Linked DNA regions of Mus musculus: region 1 is linked to region 2. Evidence: chromatin contacts called from public Micro-C data. All regions are on one chromosome and are shown on one strand. The core of a region is the stretch at or near the end of the contact, and the rest is flanking DNA. Distances in the headings are between cores, read along the strand shown.

Region 1 (6,577 bases), core at 1,047-3,546, 620 kb after region 2:
AACTTTTTAATGAAGACCTGGAGGCTATAGGCACGTTCTCTTAAAATGTCTGTGTCCAAAGTCGACTTTGCTACTCACCGCCCCGGCATGCTGGACACCTGTAGGTACTTGTGAATACCTGCAGCCCACAATGACAGTGCTTCCTTGTTCTAGGGCAGCTCTTGGCCCGAGATCCCTGGAAGTGCAGGCTGCTGGCTGTGCCTTTGTATTTTCACTTTGCAGTTACCTTGGGGGAGCAGGGAAAGACCTTGAAACTCTACAGGGGCCACCTAGCCTACACAACCACATCTCTGCATTCAAGCAACCCGTGATAAAATAATATCAGGACAGAAAATTGTATCGGTACAGACTTTTTTCTTTTTTTAAACATGCACAGATTTCCCCTCCCTATTTCTTGAACAATACAGTACAACTATTAGTGCTTACGTTCTATTAGGTATTATAAGGCATTTTAGAGGTTATGTACAATATATGAGGCTGTGTAGGGGTTATGTACAAACGCTATGCTGTGTTATGCTATGCTACATAAAAGAAGTTGAGTGTCAACAGCTTTAGGGGACCCTGAAACACGGCTGGGGGGGGGGGGTCTATACTTGACTTCCCAGGCACACTTACAGCCTCAGCCCGTGGGCGTTTTGGGGATATCTAAAGATAATTATAGTACTCCTACCCCTTCAAAACAAACAAACAAAACAGAAGACAAAAGAAACAAGATTAACTCATCCTTGCGCCCAAAGCTTTTTGTTCTCTTCTTGTGGAGCTGGGGAGGTAGCCGGGGCTTCTGGTAGGCTAGGAGAGCTCTCCAGCCAGCTGTGCATTCATTGGTGTGCAAACATCAGTTGTAACCTTATTCTTAGCTAGATACTTTCTAAAAAACGGGCAAGTTCTCTTAAAGAGAACATTTAGTCCTTTTAGGTAAAATAAAAAGAGTTCAGTGAGTAAAGGCGCTTGCTGCCAAGTTTGTCAACCCCAGTCTGGTTTTACACCCACACCATGGAAAGCGACTCTCACTGCCTCTGCCTTCACTGGCAAAGAAATAGAAGTGAGGTTTGCTTTCTTCTGTTCTGTCCTTCTGTTCTGCACACCCTAACTAGTTAGAACCTTCGCTGTAATTAGTTCTGATGAAAAACAGTATATGTCTTCCTGAAACAGGAGCCTTCACAGTAAATTCCCAATCCGATCCTCCAGATCAGGGTGGAAACAGTTCCTGCCCGCTCCCCATGGTCTAGAATCCTTGGATAAGTGGGGCTCTTATACCATGTGTCATTTTTTCCTACCAGCCAACTTCACCATCTTGTGTACCTTAAATCATCTTTAGGTCACTTTAATACCCAATACAATGTAAGTTTCATGTGAATAGATGTATCAATGTCCTCTTGATCAGGGAATAATGACAAAGAAAATGTCTTCATGCTGAAAACAGGTACTTTTTTTTTTTTTTTTTTTTTTAAAGCATAAGGTTTTTAAACCCCGAGGCTGGATTATGCAAAGCATGCCCTGGCACTGGCTATTCCCCCCCACCCCCGTGTGTGTGTGTGTGTGTGTGTGTGTGTGTGTGTGTGTGTGTGTGTGTGTGTTTGGAGAGTTTCTCTATGTAGCCCTGCTGGCTGTCCTGGAACTAACTCACCATGTAGGCAAGACTGGCCTCGAACTCAGAGCTATCCGAATGCCTCTACCTCCCACTGAGCCCTGAAATTAAAACCATGTGGTCACTACGCCTGGTTCTTTTGTGTTGTTTTGTTTTGTTTTGTTTTGTGGTGTTAAGAAATTGAACCCAGGATCTGTCTGCCATGTTTCAAAAGTTTTCTTTTTCTTTTCTTTTTTTTTTAAGAGAGACTGTTTAGAAGCTATTTAAAAATTTAAATACTCTTGAGAGTCGAGTAGCTGCGAAGGTTCTGTGTGTTTTCTATTTTGATCGTTCTGTTTCTCGAGATGACCACATCTTTCAGAGGAAATGAGTCAAAGCCACTCCGTCTTGCTTTTCCAGCTGAGCATGTTCAGTTTCAATGAAGTAATGAATGAACTTGGCCAGCACCACCCCCACGCCTACAACAGCAAACACTGATGACCTCCACCAATCAGAACGCGGTCAGGGTTTTCGAGTTGAGTTCAAACAGGCCTACGGTAGGCCAATCAGCGCATCACGCCCCGCCTCCCGATGGCGGCCCCAGCCAACCACCAACTCGGAGGAGCCAAAACACGGAGGCTGGCCAATGCCGGGGTGCCCCCGCGGCACCGACTCCGCCAATGGGCGCGGCCAGGCGAGGAGAGAAACAGAGCGGCCGGGCCCGCCGCAGGATTCGAATCGAACGTCCGTGTGGGAGCCGGCGGCTGGCTGGGCTGCGCGTGGGCCAATCAGCGGCGTCGGCTCACGGCCCCCGAACGTTGGGCCTGGCGGCCCCGCCCCGCGCTGTTGTTTGCGGCGTCGGCGCGGCCGCGCGAGCCGAACCACAACATTCGCCGGGCGGCGGCGGAGCTGCGAGCGTGAGCCCGGGGCGGCCGCCCAGCGCCATGTCGGTGAACACGGACGAGCTGCGGCACCAGGTCATGATCAACCAGTTCGTGCTGGCCGCGGGCTGCGCGGCCGATCAGGCGCAGCAGCTGCTGCAAGCGGCGCACTGGCAGTTCGAGGTGTGCACCGGGCCGGGGTCGGGAGCGCGCGTGGGAGCCGGGGGCCGCGTAGGGGGGCCGCGGCGGGGGGGGGGGGGGCCGGGGCGGCCAGGCCTCGCTCACGCCGCTGCGTCCCGTATTTTGTCCGCAGACCGCCCTAAGCACGTTCTTTCAAGAAAGCAACATTCCCAACAGCCACCACCACCCGCAGATGGTAAGTGTTCCCCAGGGCCGCGGAGGGGGCGCTCGGTGCGGCAGGGTCGCTGTCAGCCGCGCCGGTGACAGCCATGTTGCCGGGGAGCGGCGCGCCGCGAATGTAAACAAAGAGCCAAAATGTCTTCCAGGAAAGAGCGCTCCCAGGCCGGCGCTGGCTCGCCCAACTTTGGGACCCGCCTCCAGGCCGCTGGATCGGGGCCTGAGGCCCTGTGCTGGGCGCTGTGCCCTGGGTGTAAGGGCCTTGGTGTTGGGGAGGTGGGGGTAGAAGGAAGGGAAGACGGCTTCCAGCAGGATGTTGCGATTCTGATAGCAGAGGATGGGGAAGGGGCTCGAGGATAACCAGACCTTTGGGGACTTCGGGGTGGTGGGGGACTGAGGGATTTGTGTCTTGATGCAAAACACACACACACACACACACACACACACGACTGAGGTAGGGATTTGTGTCTTGGTGCAACAAACACAGCCGTGTGCACACACACACACACACACACACCACCCACCCACCCAGTGCTGCAGGAAGCAGGGGAGGGATAGATCCACCCTGGCTCCGGAAGTCCAACTCTACCCACAAAGGTAGGCTGGCCCTTCCAAAGCCTCCAGGGAACATAACCTTTATGGAGGATATACAGATTTATATACCTAAGGTGAGGCCAAGAATTTCTTTTAATCTCAGTATGTTAAGAAACAAAACAGTCCAGGAAATAGTTCTTGGAGCCTGGATTTGTCCTCTTCCAACTTGGCTCCAGGCTAGAGCCTTTGCCCTCTGGCCAGTGGGTACCCTGCTTTCCTGAGGCCAGGCACATCCCTTCTCTGCTCTAACTCCTAGTTAGCTATTAGCTCCAAACGTGTAGGAGGGCCTGAGCCCAGGAGAGGGGTGGTAAAACATTATTCCCTAAGAGATCTGCCATTGGACTTTTTTGTTTTTTTTGGTGTCCTTGTCCCCAGGAGACAAGACTACATGTGGATCTTCTGCTGTATCTTGTTCTCAGCACTTTTTTCTTCTGACAAAAACGAGCCGCCCCCCCCCCTCCCCGCGTGGTGGCGCACGCCTTTAATCCCAGCACTCAGGAGGCAGAGGCAGGCAGATTTCTGAGTTCGAGGCCAGCCTGGTCTACAGAGTGAGTTCCAGGACAGACAGGGCTACACAGAGAAACCCTGTCGCGAAAAACAAAAAAAAAAAACAAAAACAAACAAAAAACGAGGGGGGATGCTCAGGAAGGAGAGTCTGCCTCAGTTTAAACTAGCTCTCAACATTTGGAGTAAGATTGGAAAATGAATGATGCTGTGGGCCCCAGCCACTGCGGCCAAGCTCTTAGAAAATTCAGGTGGGATTCATCATGCCCAAGACCCCCTCCTACATCCAGCCATCCAGACCTCCAGCTTCCTAGACCTGGGAGTCTTCTGCTTTCATCCTGCTCAGTGTCTTCCTATGCACAAGACTATTCAGAAAAGCATAGCCATGCTGAAGGGCCTGGAACAAGGAAGCCAGCAAGCCCCAGCTTGAACTGGATTCCCTCCCTTCCCCCACCTTTGTCAATCTGTGTGTGTGTGTGTGTGTGTGTGTGTGTGTGTGTCTGTCTGTGAGTGTCTGTGAGTCTGTGTGTTCTCCTTGGAAGCTTCCCTTGGGAGACTGCTGGTTTTGTAACTCAGACGTTATAATCAGCACACCCAGGAGGGACCTGTGCTGGAGGCCTCGCCTGCACAGTAGGGAACAGCAGCCCTGTTCTGAGAGTCAGTCCAGTTTTTAAGACAAAATAATTAGAAAACTTAAATAAAAACATTGAAGCCAGCACTTGGGAGGTTAAGGCAGCAGGATGGCTGTGAACTCTAGGTCAGCCTGGGCTATCTAGCTGCATACTGTCTCAGATAAATACTTTATATGAAGAAAAGTCAACACAAAGTGGTGATAACTGCTAAACGATTGTCCTGTAGATTGCCAGCCACAGTTGGAAGGCTGTCACAGATGATAAGGGTCCTCAGTTGTATGAGGGGGGGGGGGCAAGAAGGCATTCGTAGGGAGAGGGGAAACGGCCATGACAGGGGCTCAGAATTGAGATTATAGGAGGGGCTTTAGGAAATGGAGTTCAAGCCTTGCTTTCACCAATGCTGTAGGCCTAGAGACCTGTCTGAGCTGCCCCCAGGCAGGTGGGTACAGTCCCCTTTAACCCTCTAGGCTGTTCTCTGGAGAAGAGACCTGGCCTCTCTGGCTTGGTTGACTGGGGAAGTCGGTCACGATGCTGTGATGCAACTGGCCTCCACCCTCAACCCCCCATTCATTGTTTCCTGCTGCCGAGAAGTCATGGGGGTGGGCAGGGAATCATGAGAGGAGGGAAGTGTCTGGGTGGGGCCAGACCTGCCTAAGGCCAAAGGCCTTCCCTTCAGGGCCTTGGAGCAGACAATGTTCAGAGTCCCCTAAGAGCTGATGTGGCACAGCCTCAGTGGGGGTGGGGGGGTCCCTGCCCCAGGCTCTGGCTTTGCTTTAACTAAAATGATAAAGCTTTAGCATCCTGTCCTGTGTCTCAGCACCCCACCCCCAGTGCCCTGTGCCTTGGGGAGGAGCCAGTGCTGCTAAAATTAGGAGAAGTTGAAAGGACTCCCTGGCCTCCTGAGGGAGAAGCAGCTTTGAGGTCAGAACTAGCCCCTGTAGGTCCTGGGCTCTGACCCACCTGTCTCCTAGGAGTGTGCCGCTGGCATCTGGAGCTGGCATGGCTGTTGCGTGTTTGGATTAGGAGCCCAGACCCGAGGAGGCACTTAACCCTGACTGCAGCTGGGCTCAGGCTTCAGGGCCTGGGCCTGGGCCTGGACACCTGCCTTGGGTGCATGTTCAATTGTGACTGACCCTTGGGCGTCAGCCTCCTCCTCTGTGTTACAGAAAGAATAACTGAGCTAACCAGATCCGCACATCGGAAGTGATGAGTGGAGAGAGGCAGGGGCCAAGCCCAGTCGCCTGAATGGAAGCTCTAAGAAAGCGCAGCTTTTCCAAGGCTCGTACAGGGAGGAGACCCTCCCCCTGGCCTGCACCCCGGCGCCTAACACCCTGGGGACATCTAAGGGTAGCTTGTGGAGAAAGCCAGCTGGCTCCCCCAAGCCAGGAAAGGAGCTGGGCAGCAGTGTCCTGGGCTGCCCCTTGTCCTTTCACGACGACACCCTAGCTTTGAGTTGGAATTAACCATTGACGTCTCATGCCCCTTGCCGGGTGTCTTCAAGCTTTGGGCAGCGAGCACACTCGGGTTTTGCTCTTCCATGTCCTTCACTGGCCCCAGGGAAGATAAGGGTTTTGAGTCCTATTGAAGTTGCCAGTGGGCAAGAGGCACCAGGATCCTGCCTTCCCTGCAGTCTCACCAACACCTCTCTTCTCTTCCTGCAGATGTGTACCCCCAGCAACACCCCTGCTACACCACCCAACTTCCCTGATGCATTGGCCATGTTCTCCAAGCTTCGAACCTCTGAGGGCCTGCAGAGCAGCAGCAGCAGCCCCATGGCAGCCGTGGCCTGTTCCCCCCCTGCAAACTTCAGCCCCTTCTGGGCCGCATCCCCACCCAATCACCAGGTGCCCTGGATCCCGCCCTCTTCCCCCAACACCTTCCATCTCCACTGCCCACAGCCCACGTGGCCCCCCGGAGCATCGCAGGGGGGCGCCCCTCAGAAAGCCATGGCAGCCATGGATGGCCAGAGATGAGACTGGACGCCACTGGGCTGGAGCAGGGGGCAGTCCAGGGTTGTGGGGACACAGATGAGGGCTGGGAGG
Region 2 (6,552 bases), core at 2,813-5,312:
CTGGCTCACCCTCATTCACTTCCCTAGGACACAAGGACCTAGGGGCACACAGCTCCACCTCACGCTTGGGTCTCCGCCCTGCTGTGCAGGTGGGTGCACGCCATTAACGTCTTTCCTTTTGGCACCGGCACACTAAGGTGTAGGTGGGGATAAGATGTCTCCAAGTAGCCTGGGGAGTCCTGTGTGTAAGACCCAGGTGTGTCTTGGGGTTCAAACCCCAGTGCTCCCTCCAGAGGTGACCCTCTCTCAGGGAACACTTTCTTCATCTCCAGAGGAGCCGGAAGAACCACCCGCTGGATTAAGACCTGAAGACAAGCCTGAAGATCTGGAAGAGCCCAGGGAGCTTGGCCTTAAACCCAGAGGTCAACTTTCCTCGGAGGTGTGTGTGAGAGGTCCTGTTACCTCAGACGGTCCTAAGAGATGGAGCTAAGTGTCCATCCATACAACCAGCCCTGACTATCCTGCCAGGGATCCAGTCCTCAGGGCTGTGGAAACCTCTAGAACATTAGCATTGGCTACACACTCCCAAGGAACACAAGCAGATTAGCTGGGGAGAAAGGAGCTTTAGTAGCGGTCGGAGTGTTGAGAGTTCCTAGATGCCGCCAGCAAGTTCGAGGTCTGGGGTTCTAAGCCTTACAGAACCCCAAAGCAACCACCAGCAGCAGCAGAAACCCAACCACTGCTTCCAAAGAGGTTTTAGAGACATCCCCATGAAGTGCAGACATAACTACAGGGAAGCTCTGCTTCACGTCTGTGGATGGGGTTGGGGGTGGTCACGCACTTTCCGGACCCACGGCTAGAAGAACAAACGCATCCACAAAGCCATCTCCTGACAGGCAGCCTCAAGGGCTAGCACGTTGGTTGGCTTCGCTCCCTGCTCTGGTCCAGAGCTTAGGACGGAGCCTGGCATACAATAAACAATCAAAAGCAGGAGCTGAATGTGTTTCAATGCGGTCCCTTTGTAGGCAAGGGCTCCGTGGTTCAGAGCTGTTAAGTGACTTGCCCGGAGACACAGAGCAAGAAGGGACCCTTTTTCCTCCCTGGCTCTGATACAGAAGCACTTCTTGTCTACAACAGCACGGTCCTTCTTCCTCAAGTCTGCAAATCAAAGTGAGCCCCCTGCCACCTCCCCCTCACCCCGGCCTCTCTCTGTGGCCCTCAGTACTCAGAGAAGGACCTCAGCTGGATGGCCACCCCACCAAGGACTCACTTGTTTTTGCAGCCTTCACTTTAGCCACCAGTTTCTGCACGCAGGTCACGTCTCCATTCTTGACGGCAAGGATAAGGTCCTGTTCACGACCCATTCTGATTACCGGGTCAGGCTCTGGGACTTCAAGGTCCAGGAAGAAGCAAGGGACCGGCCCAGTCAAGTGTCAGTTCGCCATGCCTCAATGCTTTGGAGGACTCCTGGTCCTGGGGGAACAAGTCTGGTGTCTCAGGCAATGGGCTTCTTGTCAGGCAGAGATATAGTTCCCTCAAGGTGCTCTGGGAGCTGCCACCACAGGCAGGAAAGCCGGTCCCTGGTGGGGTGGAGGCTGTGTGGAAATCTGGCCTGAGATCAGCTTGCAGCTTCCGACAGCCCTGGAATGGGCTGGGACTGGGCCCGCCAATCTTCCTGGGTTAGCGCAGAAGCACCAGTGCCCACCCAGAGAGCAGTCAGCATTCCCTCTGGCGTGAGGCAGCAGCCAGGGACAAGTCCTGAGGGTCTGGAAAAGATACACGTCATCCAATGAAAAGCTGGGTTACAGCCAGGAACCGGGACAGAGAAGATGAGCAAGATAGAACCTCTAGGGAGTCCCAAATCACCCTAGATGCCCAAGGAGCCTTGGAGTGAGTCTAAGCCACTAACGGAGGGGAGGAAGTTTCTGTACTTGAGAGAAATATATCTCGCAAAGAAGAGAGGGGCAGCATTCAAGGAGGGAAAGGCTGGGTTGCCTATGCCCCATGGCACTGGGCAGCACCTCAACCTTGGGCAGGAGGGGCCCTGGCAGCAGGAGACACTGGTGTAGGCAGGGCCAGCAGCCCATTCTCCACAGCCCCAGGCTCTGACACCCACAGACAACAGGCGGGGCCGGGAGGTAGGGCCTGGGAGAGTGGCACGGGCAGATGGTAGGGGTCACTCCCTGTCCAAGGTGTCTGCAGCACACTCCTCACTACCAGGTCCCTAGAGGGTGGACTGGGTGCTTATGTCCCTCACTTTCTGGGGGAGATCTACCTGTTGGATCGGAGAGATCTACAGCACCTGTTGCTAATCCTTTCTCACTGCGTCTGTGGTGGGAGAGAGCAGCTGGGTAGAGATCCAGGACAGAGAGCTTGGACAGGCTGGCCAACTACCTCCCAAGCCTGAACCTGAAACCCCAACTCGACTTCCCGCACAAACCCTTAAGTCAGTTCCTCAGTGGCGGTGATTTTGTTGCCAGAATCTTGTGGCAAGAGACTCGTGCAGGCCTGGGGGCCCAGGTGGGGAACCACTCATTCCTCAGAAGTTCCAAGCCCAAGCCGGAGGGCACTCCCCCTCAAAGCCCGCGACCCGCACTGGGAGAGAGTGCTCCTGGCAGTGCCTGGGGTCGGCTGGCTCCCCCTCCCCTTGGAATGCCCCTCTAGCGCGGCGCAGCTCCCCGCAGCCAAGCCCAGATAAGGCCGACCCCGGGAACAAAGCGGCAAGAGGGACCCGGAGAGTCAAGCGTCCGAGGAATAGATAGAGGAGAACGAAAAGGGGGGCTCGAGGAAGGCGGAAGGAGCAGAGAGATGGAGGAGCCCGCCGATCAGACAAGAAAAGTTAGTTTGCGTCTGCTCTCAAGGGTCCTGACCCCTGGCCCGGGACCCGGCAGTCTCACCTCTCCCGGCCGCCCCGCCGGGGGTCCGGCTGGCTGTGCTCAGTCTCAGGCACTCTGGACTCTGGTTCTCACTGTCCCCCGCAACCCCTTTCTCCTCCTTTCCAAGGCCGGCTCGGCGCCTCCCGCAGGAAATCCCGCCCCTCCCCCCTCCCTCCCGCCGGATCGGGAGCCGGGGACCGTCCTGGCCGCACAGTTGGATTGTCAATCAACACCCTGGTCCCCGCCCCATCTTCACTAGGCCCCGCCCCCGCCAGCCAGTCCAGAGCCGAGCCACTGGTTGGATCAGCGCATGCGCGCAGGTGAAGCTGCTTAGGGGTGCAAAGTGGCGGGTGAGAGGCGGGGTGGATGAGGTTTCGTGCTGCTGTGTCCTGTCCGGGGATCCCGAGAGAACTGGGTTCTGGTCTAGATCAAAAGGTGAAGTGTGAATGTATAGGAGAGAAAATAGGATGTTTTGGCAGTTGAACCTGAGGACCCCCCCCCCCCACTAGGGGTGGGGATCACTTCCTCTTTGCCCCATCCTTTCCCGGGTTGCCCGCAGCGACCTTCGTCCACACTCAGAGACCTATAGCTGCTGGCTGGAGCAACGGTGCCACCTAGTGGTGAGCGTCAGTGCGACTCAGGATGTCACGGCGGGGACCCCAGCCTCGAGGAGGTGCTTTCGGAGTCTGGGGTGGCGATTCAGCACCAGTGTGAGCCGGACAGCGCCTCCACCCCTGGCCTTTGAACCCTGCTTCAGAGCCCCTAAGAAGAGATTTTTTTTTTTTGGCCCACCGTGAAGGAACTCCATAAGTCTTTGGTCCACTCCTAACATTCCCATATGGCCTCCAGTTTGCAAAGCTGGTGTCTGGGGGCTCACTGCTCTCCTCTCTCTACGCATCTCTTTCCTGCTGGTGGTAGGACACAAAGACATTCAGGGCTGCAGAGATGAGAGTAACATATTTGATTATCCATGCTACATCCAGTAGCCAGGTAAAGTTATACTAAAGAAGGGAGGAGCCCCCAGAAGCGCTGGAAACGGAATAGGTGAGTTTTTGCACATCTGGAAACCTGCACATCGAGCTGGGTCCCGCGGCCCGGGGTACACGTGTGCCGACAGGTGTTAGGACACACACGGGGCAGGTAGGAAGGCGCGAGGCTCGAGGGTGGCTTTATGATCCCGAGGAGCGAGCGGGTCGAAGGCGCTAGGACCGCGCGGAATGCCGGGGTGGGCGGGGCTTCGCGGTGCGCGCGCAGCCGCAGACAGCGGCCCGATGGAGCCCGAACCCGAACCCGGGTCGGTGGAGGTTCCCGCGGGGCGTGTGCTCAGGTGCTACCCGGCCCGGGGGATGGCGTGGGGTGCGTGGGACCCGGGAGCGAGCGGGGTGGCCTCTGTGCTGATCACGTGTTCCCGGCTCTCCCCAGCGCCTCGGAGCTCCGCGCCGCGCGCTCGCGGTCCCAGAAGCTACCACAGCGGTCGCATGGCCCCAAGGACTTCCTCCCGGACGGCTCGGAGGCCCAGGCGGAGCGGCTGCGCCTGTGTCGCCAAGAGCTGTGGCAGCTGCTGGCGGAGGAGCGCGTGGAGCGCCTGTGAGAGGGGCTGGGCCGGGCCGGGTCAGGCCGGGTGGGCGGAGGCCGGGGACTGCCCGTGCAGACCGAGACGCCCCTTCCCCACTCCTCGCCAGGGGCAGCTTGGTGGCCGCGGAGTGGAAACCAGAAGAGGGCTTTGTGGAGTTGACGTCTCCTGCGGTGAGCGGCCCGGGCATCTCCGCGGCTGGGGGACCCCCTTCCTCTGTCCGCTTAGCTGCTTTGTGACACTTGGTCTGCTGCCGCACAGGGGAAATTCTGGCAGACCATGGGCTACTCAGAGGAAGGACGGCAGCGACTTCACCCCGAAGAGGCTTTGTATCTGCTGGAGTGTGTAAGTGGGGTCCTGGAGGCGTGGGGAAAGGGGTCCCGACTAATGGAATGGGAAGGATACGGTTTGGTGGACCAGGAGGAATTCAGAATTATGTTTTCAGTGAAGTTATGTGTGGACTTTGAGAACAGAAGAGGATACCACTGGACAGCGGGAGTTCTAATCCTCTCATTGTTTGTCCTGGTCATGCAGTGATGCTTGAGTGTGTGGGGAAAGGGTCAGAGCCAAGAAGGTGACTGGCTTGGGCACTGCAGGAAGGGTACACAGCTAAGCTCTTGGTCCACTTCCAGGGTTCGATTCAGCTCTTCTACCAAGACCTCCCACTGTCTATCCAAGAGGCATACCAGCTGCTGCTGACAGAGGACACCTTGAGTTTCCTGCAGTACCAGGTATCTGCCTCCCAAGGTGACTCTTATTTGCCAAGTCAGTGAGTCCTGACAGGTGCCTTTGAGGCTTCGAACACAGAGCCACAAGCCAGGGCTGTAGGTGAGACAGCCTGTGATCACACGGGCTTATATTCAAATGGAGACTGTCAGGTTTGGGGGATTTGTATTGTTGATAAGTTATTAAACAACACGTGTGCCCAGAAGAGGAGATAGACTTGAAAGAGTGAAATCTCCTTTGAGGATGGTATTTGCTTATTTATTTTTAGTGCTTCTGGGAAGTGAAGCCAGCAGCCCATGCCTGCTAGCAAACACTCCAGCACTGAGCTGTATAGCCCCTACCCTCTTGTTTATGTTTTGAGATAGGGACTTTCAAAATTGCACAGGCTGGCCATGAACTCACTCTGTACCCCAGGCTGGTCATGAGTTTATGCTCAAACTCTCTAGTAGCTGGGATGACAACCTTGAACCAGCAGGCCTGGTGAGGATGATACTTAAAATGGAATGTGGTCCATGCAGTCCCAAGATTTGGAACCTAGGGCCATATAGGAGGGAGGTTTTGAGTGGTAGAGGAAATGGCTTTGTGTCACTGGTCTTTGCTACTTTGTGGGTTCTTCTTTTTCCCACCCTTTGTGCCCCCGGTTTCATCTCTTATCACTCGATAGGAGAAAAAGGAGGAGAGAGGGGAGAGAGACTCTGAGTGTAATTTCTCTCTCGTTTCTTCTTTGAGCGTTACCGACAAACTGCAGTCAACTCCGCCGAACAATCAACAACCACCAACCCCACCTTTTGGGGCCTTAGCATTTACGTACCCTCTGAAAAGTTCCCAGAGTCCCAAATATTACACAATTGCAAAAATCGATCTGCAGCTAGCAAAAACCACAGCTCTGTTCGAACAGAAAGCAAATCACGGCTGCTGTGGATGGGCCGAAGCACCCTGTGTCCCCACACCTGGGATTAAAACAAAAACATGTCTTAATATTTCTGTGTTTCTTAACGAGGCCAAGACCCCAGAATCGTCACTAAAACTTGTGTTTAGAGAAACTAGTAACTTATTTGAACAGATGGACATCTCTGCAGGCATGTTGACGTGTGTTATAATTGTAGTCCTTAAAGGTAGAGGGAGAAATACTACTTTTGAGTAGCTTGAGGCCAATCTGATGTGCATATCTCCAGGACGACTAGGGCTGCAGAGCAAGCACCTTTCAAGCAAACATACAAACAAAAAGAACACCTAAGACTTCCCTTTTTCTTCCCTTAAGGTCTTCAGCCACCTGAAGAGACTGGGCTATGTGGTTCGTCGGTTCCAGCTAAGGTAAGTCCCTTCCGCTGATTCCCATTCACTGTGCTCCTGGGGCCTTTGGCTTGAGTGCAGCTCCCTGGGGCTGAGCCAGAGGTGTTCAATAGAGAGGCATGGGGGGGATGAATTCCCTTATTG

What was found. A called contact is a pair of places that touch in the nucleus more often than the background predicts.
Region 1: a Micro-C map of embryonic stem cells shows a contact between it and region 2, with 2.1 times the contacts expected there. The contact joins the promoter of Ubald2 here to the promoter of Tsen54 in region 2. A contact is called at or near these places in 1 of 484 Hi-C or Micro-C datasets (embryonic stem cells) and 2 of 115 datasets of contacts at active chromatin or transcription factors (embryonic stem cells and pancreatic cancer cells).

Annotation. Positions count from the first base shown.
Region 1 is chr11:116,431,798-116,438,374 of GRCm38.p6, forward strand. Ubald2 (UBA-like domain containing 2) reads left to right here and starts at 2,297. Exons shown (of 3, transcript NM_176902.3): 1 at 2,297-2,631; 2 at 2,762-2,824; 3 at 6,197-6,577. The coding sequence starts at 2,512. The coding sequence ends at 6,508.
Region 2 is chr11:115,810,677-115,817,228 of GRCm38.p6, forward strand. Tsen54 (tRNA splicing endonuclease subunit 54) reads left to right here and starts at 4,063. Exons shown (of 11, transcript NM_029557.1): 1 at 4,063-4,143; 2 at 4,239-4,403; 3 at 4,499-4,562; 4 at 4,651-4,734; 5 at 5,022-5,120; 6 at 6,377-6,429. The coding sequence starts at 4,088. It overlaps Caskin2 (CASK-interacting protein 2), which reads right to left and starts at 2,916. Exons shown (of 20, transcript NM_080643.2): 1 at 2,838-2,916; 2 at 1,211-1,706. The coding sequence starts at 1,304.